Regions from separate parts of the Gossypium hirsutum genome. Here region 1 is linked to region 2. Evidence: chromatin contacts called from public Hi-C data. All regions are on one chromosome and are shown on one strand. Each heading gives the region's core, a stretch centred on a gene start, on an enhancer-like site or on the middle of the called end of the contact. The rest is flanking DNA. Distances are from core to core; before and after follow the strand shown. Region 1 holds the start of LOC107889363 (protein-tyrosine-phosphatase PTP1). Region 2 holds the start of LOC107889356.

Region 1 (5,877 bases), core at 689-3,188, 190 kb before region 2:
TTTTACCGTCTGCACATAAATTGTAAATAAGAATAGAGCCAAAACAAAAACAAATGAATACTAGAAACATGAAATTGCGCATACTCAACCAAAAAGTGAAGAGGTAAATGATATCATACAAAACTCTATCATCAATGAAATATCAACACCAAAATCAACCAGTTCAGATGATAACTTTAAGTGGCAATTCTTATGGTTTGCTAAAAGGTACAAGTGACAGTTAGGAAACAAAAACAAGCACCGAGACTGAACAAACAAAGTTGCCTAATAATTACTGTCTCTATTTAATTTACACAACCAGATATTATAATCCTCAAAGAAACCAATATGATCATTTTATAGTATATTAATCAATAACATTTTTCTTTAAAAAGAAAAAAAGTATGAGCATACATGTTCTCAATGGTTATCAAAAACACAAGCAAGAGCTCAACTCTAAGATAATGCTGGAAATACAAGAAGTAATCATCTAGATTAAATTTTAGGGGAAAAATAGTTAGTTTTATCATGCACACACAACACCTAGAATCAGTTACTTAGATGAACCAACCAAACTTTGAATGGGGGAACCCTCTGGTTTAATGAAACACGCCTAGCTGGAAACCATGCATGCTCAACCACTTTCAAAGAATAGAAGTGCTTTGCCTCAGCCCCTATATAACTAAGTACCTTATAATTATCAACCAACCGAGTAAGCATCACAATGACAGGGCAATGGCATTGGATAACCATCTCCCAGAAGTCCTCGTAGGTGTGAGGTAATGGACCTTGCGTGGCTATAAACTTAGAAATGTTTTCAGAAGAAGAAGTCTGCATTCAAGAATATCATGATCCAAATAGGTCAATTGGAGGGAAATAGTTTTAAATAGATATAAATTCCTTTCAACTAAAACACGACAAAAGTAGAGATCTACCGTGACAAAGCTGGCATTGATATAACCCTTTGCAGTTGGCCTGTAATCTTTACATGAATTAAGAACTACCCTGTTCGTGTCGACTGAAACCATTAAAAGAAAGTCTTTAGCAAAATCACTTTGATGTATAAAAAAAAAGGAAAAAAATAGAAGGAAAAGCTCTTGATCATTTACTACAAATTAATCGTGCAAACGACTTAGGCAATTTACTTTGGAAAAAAAATAAACTTTTTAAAGTACATGGTATGACATCAGAGTATCGATTCTTGTCCAAATTAGCACCGTTAAAACCCACTGTGCATCTCCTCATCATCTCCGAAGGTGTAATCCTATTTGCCTAAAGATAGTGAAAAAACCAAATTAATAACCCATTTCCGATAAACAATATTGAAATGCAAAAGAAAAGAAAAGGTAAAAAGCACCTGTAAGTGCGAGAACTCGCGGTTGATTTCGTCGGGCATCTGGAGCTTTTGGGAGAACAATTTGAGAGCCTCAGAGCAGTAGTTGAATTGATCGGGAGTGAGTGAGATTTTGGGAGGAGGATCGGCTGAGAAAACAAAGCGGTTGGGGTGAGGAGGATTGGAACCCGAGTAGAAAGAGCGGGGATTAGCGGCGGCAGCCATGGCCGGTTTCCGCTTTGAAGAAACGCAATTCGAAATAAGATTACCCGTTGTAGTCTAAGGAATGAATGCGGTTTGTGGGAATTTGGGAAAAACTTGGATTCAGATTTTGATGATTGACTGGATCTCAATCATCTCATGGTTATAATTAACGCTTTAATCATGTGAATTCTTTTTTCTCCTTTTATCATTTGAGTTACTGAAACTTGATAAATTACGCCCTTCCTCACCCAACCATGAATATATTTCTGTTTTCGTCACCAAACTCTAAAAACTTTTTTATTTAATATCTAATATTATCACCTTTCATGTTTTGGTCTAATAACAAATTAGCTCCTTATTTCATCTTATATTAATCATTCACCTATCCCTGACCACCTTACTTTTTCTATCTATCATTCGGCATTTATTGGGTTTTGAAGTCCGTTATCATAAGTGGATGTATGTCTTATAAAAATTGTATATCCAATCTATCAACTTTTGGCTCTATTATCAATTGAACTTAGGCTTTTAATATATTAAAATAGACTAGTCACACACTCCGTTATTTACTCAGGATTGAGGTAAGTCACACAATAAACATAACGAAATCTAGGTAATCCACGTATATTATCAAATGAATCCATTTATGTTTATCTAATTAATTGTTTATTTTAAACATAAAATTTCAAAAACATTAAATTAACATAAAGTTATAGATAATATATAATTAATTAATTAATTGAAATTTTATTTAAGTCTAATTAAATGAATAGCTTAACTTTTTAATTTTTTTATTATCTGATTAACTATTTATCTTAAACATAAAAAGTTAAAAATATTAACTTAGCAAATAGTTATTGATAATATAGGTAATTTATAACTAAATAAATAAAAACTATTAAAGTCAAATTAAATGGATAAATTAATTATTAATATTTTTATCTATTTATTTATTTTAAACATAAATTTTTAAACAAATAATATTTATATAAATTAAAATAAAAAATAAATTAAAATATTAAATATTTTTTAAGTTAACATAAATAAATTAAAAATGTTGGATTAAGTTTTAAATTAAAATTTTAAAATTTGTTTATCTAATCTATATTAACTTTATATAAAAGGAAACACCTATTGACACGTTTTCTTTTCTTTTCTTTTATTTTTTAACATTTTAAAAAATAGTTAAAATTCAATTTTATCTTCTTAATATGTTTAAAATTGAGATTTAACTGTTACACTTTAATTTCTAACATAATTTAATCTCTATATTGTTATAATTTTATTAATTGATTTAATATTTAATATTATTAATTTTTAGACTAGAATGTTACGTGATTATATACAATTTGAATGCCCTAAGATTCTTAAAAACGAATATGCTTTTCGTTTCTTTTGAGTTTGGTTTGCTTCTTCTTCTTCTTTTACATTGTAAGACAATGATCAAACTTTTGTTAGCATTTATACTATGCTGAAACTTGATATTTAATCTTTATATTTTAATTTTGGACATAATTTGATCATTATATTTTTATAATGTCATTAATTAGCCTAAATACTTAATATTGTTAATTATTTCAATCAAAATGTTAATGTCAATTTGTTTAAGAACACTATTTTTGTAACCTCCCCAACTCGGCTTAGACGTTAGACCTGAATTCAAGAGATTACATTGGTCACCGAAATGACCTAGTAGCGATTGGGGTTCATAAAACGGTCATTTTAAATCATTTTTTTTATTTTAGAAGAACACTTAATTAATTTTCAGAAAACTCATGTGTTGATGAAAACTGATTAAGTTTAACATTTTTCTTATAACGGTAACTATTTTTGAAAACTTAATTAATTTCTATTTTATTAATTCCTTCCCAAAATTTTACTTATACTCTAGTAGTGGAAAAATGATAATAGTTTATATTTTTAATAAAAATCGAAGTTCTTGCTTAATTAATTAATATTCACATTAATATCCTAAAATCAATTTAAAAGACATGCATGCTAATTAAAAACCAAAACTTAAGTGCCATGCCACAGTTCAAAAATAACATACAATCTTTGAATAATTAAATTGTCAAATAATAAATTAAAAATATTTATAGAGAAAAACAGATTCAAGCTGAGCCCTCCGTATGCCAAGTCAGTGCCCTAACCTGGTGGGTTATCTGTGAATATAGAATTAAAATAAAAGTGAGCTATGAAGCTCAGTGTGAGTTCTATTACAAGAAAATCAGTGCAAACAGTAGACAAAATATACAGAATATCAACTTAAAGGATAAACACAAATTGAATAGCAACTTGGAATTTCGGTGTTTCAGATTAACTCATTATCATAATTTCTCAGTATTCACAATCATGCAAATGCTTATAAATACAGAGCAATTTCAATTTATCAAAAAAGGGTCTTACCCCACCGCTACACACCACAGTAGGAGTTCCCCAAAACTCTTCTACATTTATACCATGTTGTGGATAAAACCACTCATCGTTGTGGACGAACCACTCATTCTGGATAAACCACTAGTAATAAAAAAGGGTGAACCATCGGTTTTTTTGTTAAAAAGTTTTTGCAGACAAGCTGCCAAAAGGTTATGGATGCACAACATGTTTGTATATTGAACCTACTAATGCAGTATGGTTAAAACACTCAAACGGTGTGGATAAACCACTCAATAGTGCAAATAAACTGTACAACTTCCCTCTGATGAACTCAGTAAAAGCCTCATATACGAGGTTACGTGTTGATGCCTAATGGTGTCGAGCTTTAGCATTTGTTGCGGACTCGAGGATACATGTATATTAAGCCCTGGCCAGGCTATATGTTGTGTATGTTTAACCCAAATAGGTAACTAGGCACTATTATTTTATGACTATCTGGAACGAGCAATTGATACTTGTTGTGTAGGTTTAACTCGAACGAGTAATCAGACACTATTGTTCATGATTAGCTCGAATAAGCAATTGATATTTATCGTGTAGGTTTAACCTAAACGAGTAACCAACACTATTATTTTCACTTGTATACTACGTTCTTTTACGATATTTCATCGAGTAGAAATAAAAATGGACATGTGAATATATGAAATTGATGTTGGCAAAAGATACAAATGAAATGTGGAAACAATGATATTGATGCTGGAAAAAGATAGTCGTGAAATAGATACAATATGTATATTTGGGTTGAGCTTGATATATTGCTTATTGAGATTGAAAATATGATTTTTGATCCAAAGTCTTACCTATTTGATGTTGTTTTGCCATGTTTTGATAGGGAATTTGTGTTACATAATAGATTATATATTTGTTAAGTAATAAAGGTAATTATATTGTTATATTGTATGAGCTTACTAAGAATTTTATAATACTTACCCATGTTACTACTTTTCTGTAGATTTTGGATATTCAGAACGTGTCGATCGGATCAGCGAGACGCATACACTTATCATCTCTCGATTTCAGTAGACTTTTGAATGTTTCGAGCTTGATTATATATGGCATGTACATAGGATGGTCAAATAGTGATAATGAAATAAATGTGTTGTATTTTGGCATTGTTGAACTTTAGATATATGAGTATATGCATTTGGTAACTTGATAAAATAATGAATGGTTATTTGTCTATACAAATGGTAAAGCCTTGAGGTTGAGATGCATACAATCTTGCTTATGACAAGATAAGAATATGAATTATGGTATGACTTGTGTTGGATTATGCTTATTGATTGGATGGTGTCAAATGTGATATATTGGTTGTATATTTAATTGAGTATTGGCATCTATGTTTTGGCTTGGAATATACATGTTTTTGGATGGGTTAAATTGGTTATGGAATGCCTTAAAGGTTATTTTGGAAGGGTTAGTTGAACTTGTGCAAGTTGATGAATATGCTTTGGTATAGTTGTTCTTGCATATATGTATATATATGGTAGCTAGTAAAAAGGATATATGGATTGTGGCTACGTTTGTTATTTAATATGCTAATGTGAATGTCAAAGCTTTGTTGATGATTTGAATATTAACTAGTATGTGGTATGAAATGGTTATAGGTTAAAGTATGACTTATAATAAATTGTATCTAATGCTTGTGATGGTACCTATGAAGGTATATTGGTTAGAAGTAGGAAATTAACATGTTTAAGTATGCTTTTGGTGCATTTTGTGTAGGTCTAATGAATGGTTAAAGGCTTGTTTATGGCACAAGTAAATAATCAATTGTGTAACTTGATTTTAAAAATATTTTAGCACATATGGGCTAACACACGACCATATGTCACACACAGGCTACTGACACGGTTGTGTGCTCTTTATGATCAGGATGGTTTTAATCAAACACGATTATAGTCTCTTACACGGTTTGACTACAT
Region 2 (5,540 bases), core at 875-3,374:
TTTATATCTTTAGATCATGGATGTAAACTAAAGCTATTAAATCATGTTAAATATTGTATTGTTGGATTTTATTTCTTGTCATGTTAAAATTAAATTGAGTCGAGTCAATAAATTTTTAAAACTTGAATTAAAAAATATCAAATATCATTTATATATATTTTAAAATATATATATATAAAATAATGGAAAAAAAGATGATTAGTATATAAATTTGGTTTGATAATTATTTATTTAATACCTCAAATTTATCATCTTGGATTTTTTTAAAAAAATTATAATTTAGTATTTTTATATATTTTTAATATTTTTATTTTTTTGAATTTATACAAATATTTTATAAAATTTTTAAAAAATATTTTATAAATATTTTGAATTTTAGAAGATTATTTTAAAAATTTTAAATATTTTGAGAGAGATAAATTTACATATTTTTAAAATTATCAGGGACTGAGGAGGTATTTACATAAAATTTTGTTCAAGTTATTTGAATTGTAAAATGTAACTCAACTTGTATTTGAAAAAGTTAATTTATGATTTGAAAAAATTAAATAATTCAATTAAAATGAGTCGAAATTAAAAAAAAAAATCAAAAAGTATCAAATGTTGGTCTCATCTAGTTAATGAAGTTAAGAAAATTAAACTGGATGAATGAGAAACTTATAAAATAGGAATCAAAGGTGAATTATTGACCAATAGATCCAACTGGTTGATGCAAAATCTATAGATTAACATCGTTAAATGCAAACCAGAGTTAAAATAAAATTACCATTTTAGACTTAAAACACCATCTTTGTAAATCGATGCCTTTAGATTTTATTTTTCAATGAAAACAAACCAATAATTTGTACTGCAAAAGTAGATCAAGGAAAAGCAATTGCAGACATTGTCAGCAACCGTTTCAGGTTTTCTGTCGCATTAGAATTGAAATTTGCTACATTAATTCAACACCCCATAATTCTCTACGTTGGAACTATCAAAATCTGGATTTAATTTATTAACACACAAATACTTTAAAGAATATAATTCTTCCTTTTTAAATAGGATATTAAAAAAATTACATATATATATAACTTAAAAAATATAATTAATTAATAAAAAATATAAATATATTTGACCCAAATTTTATTTCATAATCGAAATCCAATTAAACTATTTTTAATTTAGATTAATGTTTTTATGAAAATAAATGGTGAGTGTATGGTGGTTTGATTAAGGTAGGATTTCATGTAAAACCGGGTTTGTGCATATATGATGTAAGGAGACTGTCACGCAGTCTAATGTTGCATTTGCATTTGCATTTGCATTTCCATTTCCATGGCCACATTTCAATCTAACCATAATAAGGACACCTCCCAAAATAAATATAAATATGTGGGACTATTTCTTAAATATATAGGTTCATCTTTCAATAAAAAACAATAATAACCACAATATTGATTTACCACCGGTTTAGGGTCCCATGTATCGGTTCAGCTACATAAACCACCACCATTCTCTCCCTACTCCTTTTTATATTTCCTTGCCTTCCCCTCTCTTTTTTTATTTGATATTATCTTATAATCTCATTTAATTTTTACTCATTAATTTTTTAAAAAGAATTACGTATTTTTTTAAATAGAATTATTTGCTAAAATATTAACTCTTTAATGTATATTTCATGTTGACATAATATTATTTGTATTATATATCAAATTAATAAATAATTTAAAAATTATAATAAAATTCAAAATATATATAAGGTTCCTAAAAATTAAGAAAAATTAGCATTAAGTACATATACATTAACATGTGGAATGAAATGTTTAAAAATTATATATTTTAGTTAGTATTTTTATTTTTAAAAATTAATTTAATTTTTTAGAAAATTTTATGGTCAAAATTGAATTTTTTTTATAACACTGAGAACCCAATTTAATTTAAAAAACATAAAAAAAAGTAAAATTGATAAATATAAATATATATATATATATAATAAACCTAAAGAAAAGAAGAAAACTTTTTATATGCAACAAATACGGTATCAATATAAATATATGCAAACAAGATCAAATAAATAAATAAAAAGGCATCATATAACAACACAAATTGGTCTTCCCCCCCCCCCTCTCTTTTTCTCTTAAGCTATGGATTCCTCATCAACTCAAAGTGGCCGTGACCAAATGGCTTCAAAAGATTGTGACACCATCATTCCGGCAGCCAAATACCATTCCTCCCGACGAACACTTTCTTCTTCGTCGTCATCTTCACTCGGATCTTTGTATTTTCCGGAGGATTCACCTCTGAGTCCTGCTACACCACTCCGATTTTCCGGTGTACCCTTTTCTTGGGAGCATTTGCCAGGGGTTCCTAAGAAGAAGCTAGAAGATGAGAAGCAAAAAGGGTCCATAAAGTTGCTGCCATTACCTCCCCCGGCCACTCCACCCACCTCCAAAAGGAACAACTTTGAAGAGATTTTAGCCCGGAAAAAAGCATCGAATGCAGGCGGGAAGGATCCATTTTTCGCGGCGATGGTGGAATGTTGCAAAGATGATAATGATGAAGAATCAGGAAGCAATTTATGGAGTGGAGTTAAAGTAACAAGGAGTATCAGTGACAGGTTGGGATTTATTAATCTCTACTCTTCTTGTAAAAGAACCTGTGCTGTCTCGGAATCAGTAGTGTATCTGCCAAGGTCTAGCAGAACAGCTAATTACGGCATACTTACTACTCGTCGCTCAACTTAAACAGATCCAGTGATCACATTCTGCTGCTCTTAATTTCTCTTTCTTTAATTTTCCTCTGTTTTATGTTGCATATGAGGACAAGGATGGATGATGTCTGTAATATATAATATGAATAGAAAGCTGAAATGTTGCCTCTGCCTTTTGTCTTTTTTAATGAATGAATGAAGGAATTGGGCTGTTTGATCATGAGTTACTAGAAACAATGATATAATAATTTACTTGTGCTGGATGTATTTTCATGTGATGTATGTATTTTAGGAATTACACTAGTCCATGTGAGAGAACAAAACTCCATTGGACCTTAGAAAATGACACTGATGTTCAAAAAATTTGACTCTTCTCCATACCACTTGTGTGTTTTTCTGTCAATATTTTTTAGCTTTGCCAATGTTGACATGTGTTTTTTGTATTGGGATGGATGGAGCCATATCAGGTTGTTGAGCTACCTTCACTGTTAAATTTTGGCGTTGATTTGTAATAAAAAAAATATATATGAAAGATATCGGAGGATTTTTTTCCAAGAAAATGTAGCTCCTTCCGCAAACATTATCTTTTTCTTTATTACTTTTGGTGTGAGAAATAAAGGTTCTTTTTTCCCAATGTACCAAATATAATGAAATTTAATAAACTACGAATAAAATATCAGGATACTACAATACATCATTTTAGGGGCACGTTGTGGGATGCTAATGCCACATCCTTTCTAACCTTGTTCCCTCCTTTCGGTTGTTTTTACAAAATCAGATCATTTTTCTTCTTCTTTTTTTCATTTTTCATGCCATGAATTTTATTTTTATTTATTTTCTATCCTATGTAATTTGATCTATATTTTTCATGTCATTTTCTTCTCTCTTTTCTTTTTTTCATTTTTTATATTCTCAAAGTTTTAGATCTCAAATTAATTATGAAAAATCTTGTTAATATTATATTTTTTTTCACTCAAAACATTTTTTAAAAAATGATTTCAAGAAAATTTACAAAACAACAAAAAAATATTTTCCATAAAATCATCCAAACATCATAAAGTATCAATTTTTTCAAAAATTAATACATTTTCCAGATATCATTTCTGTAAAAAATTTTACACCAAACAAACAAACCCTTACTTTAAAATGTAAATCAAAATCTTCTCCTTTATTTTTATTTAAATTATCTAAAACTCACTTCGATTTTTAATTAAATATATAAATGTACTTTTAACATCTTCAAACTCATATTCAAATCATGTAATTATATTTACACGTTTAATTAACAATGATTTATTTCCACGTCCAAACCATGGAGTTGTATTTACACGTTTGTCACCCCATCATCTGTCCTTCCAGAGCATGTCCAGCTCAATAATTGTCGTTCATTCTCCTTTCTTATTAATTTGTTAAAAGGAAAAGAAAATCAAAATATTTATATTCGATATGTATAAATTTATATATTTTTAACAAATCATGTTAAGATACATAATTAATAGATTGATCAATAATACTTAATAATAATTTAAAATAAATATAACTAGAATTTTGGATATTTCCACATCTTACTTCTATCACCATCTTATTTTAATATATTAGATATATTAGAATGTTATGTCAGCTTTCGTTCGTCTTCAATTTTCTATTAAATATTTATAGAGTAGTGTGACTTAAATTACATTTGATCTGGCTTGAAAAGTTTAATATGCAACTCAATTGTTAAAAAAATAAAATAGAAAGGTAAAATAGGAGATTTGTAGGGGCGATCGAGGTGCGGGGACAGAGCCCCTACGGTACAGATCATGTCACACAAGTTGAATCCATATAAGACTATACTTCTTCTATTTGACATTAACTATAACAGAGTTGTTTAATCCTTAAAATGTGTGTAGTGGAAAACCTCTTGTATTGTTATTTTTTAACATTAGTGAATTTTTCTTTTTCTACCCATGATTTTTTCTGTTAAGAGTTTTCTACGTAAAATCTGCCTATTCTTATTTTTCTTTCTTATTACTTTACGATCATTCCTATTGTCATTATCAACGTATAGTATAACAAATACTTATTAAAATAATTAATATAGACTAAATCCTAAACTTTAGCAAAGTAGATAGATTAATACTAAAATTTTTACCATTATTTTATAAGGCGAGAAAAAGAACACATGCGGTGATAAAATTGTTTAGGACCTACTTTTTATATAAATAATTATTGAAATTATAAACATTGAGATACTAAATTATGTAAAAGAAAAATAAAGGATGAAAATTAAATCTTATAGAAATCAAAGTTAAAATATAAATATAATCTAAATAAAGAGACCAATTTACAATAATAATGAAAACCGTAGAGCAGTGTGAAAGAAGAAAGGCCCTAAGGCCAGTATATATATAGTAGTATAGGTTATTACATTTTGCTAAAGCGGCATCAATAATTGTGTTTTGCATCCCTTTTCTCTGCTTTCCTTTCTTTAAGGATAGAATTTGTCATATTTGTATCATTACCGATGTTATTATATAAGAAAGAATTAATCTTATATATAATATTATTTATAATATTTAAAATTAAAATATTTTTGTTGATTGAGTTTTAGTTCAATTAGTATTGATATTACTAGTAATGTAAGAAGACGTGGGTTCCAACTATTTGAAGCGTGTTTATTATTTTATTTAAGGGTTAAGAGTGAGAATACAAATAGTTCTAAATATTGTATAAAAAATTAAAAAAGTTTTATTATTGAGTTTTTTACCCAAATGATATTAAATCGATAGTGAAAAGCGGAAATTTGAAGTCCATGTCCTTAATCAGGTTTGTTGGGGGTAGGGGTGTTCAAACTTCGGTTAAAATTGAA

The links. A called contact is a pair of places that touch in the nucleus more often than the background predicts.
Region 1: a contact with region 2 is called in a Hi-C map of leaf, with 1.9 times the contacts expected there. The contact joins the promoter of LOC107889363 here to the promoter of LOC107889356 in region 2. A contact is called at or near these places in 7 of 34 Hi-C or Micro-C datasets (callus, leaf and petal).

The regions. Positions count from the first base shown.
Region 1 is chrA09:69,640,480-69,646,356 of Gossypium_hirsutum_v2.1, reverse strand. LOC107889363 (protein-tyrosine-phosphatase PTP1) reads right to left here and starts at 1,938. Exons shown (of 9, transcript XM_041076553.1): 1 at 1,337-1,938; 2 at 1,155-1,251; 3 at 915-997; 4 at 670-810; 5 at 1-9. The coding sequence starts at 1,537.
Region 2 is chrA09:69,448,126-69,453,665 of Gossypium_hirsutum_v2.1, reverse strand. It overlaps LOC107889356, which reads left to right and starts at 2,124. Exons shown (of 1, transcript XM_016813744.2): 1 at 2,124-2,723. The coding sequence starts at 2,124. The coding sequence ends at 2,723.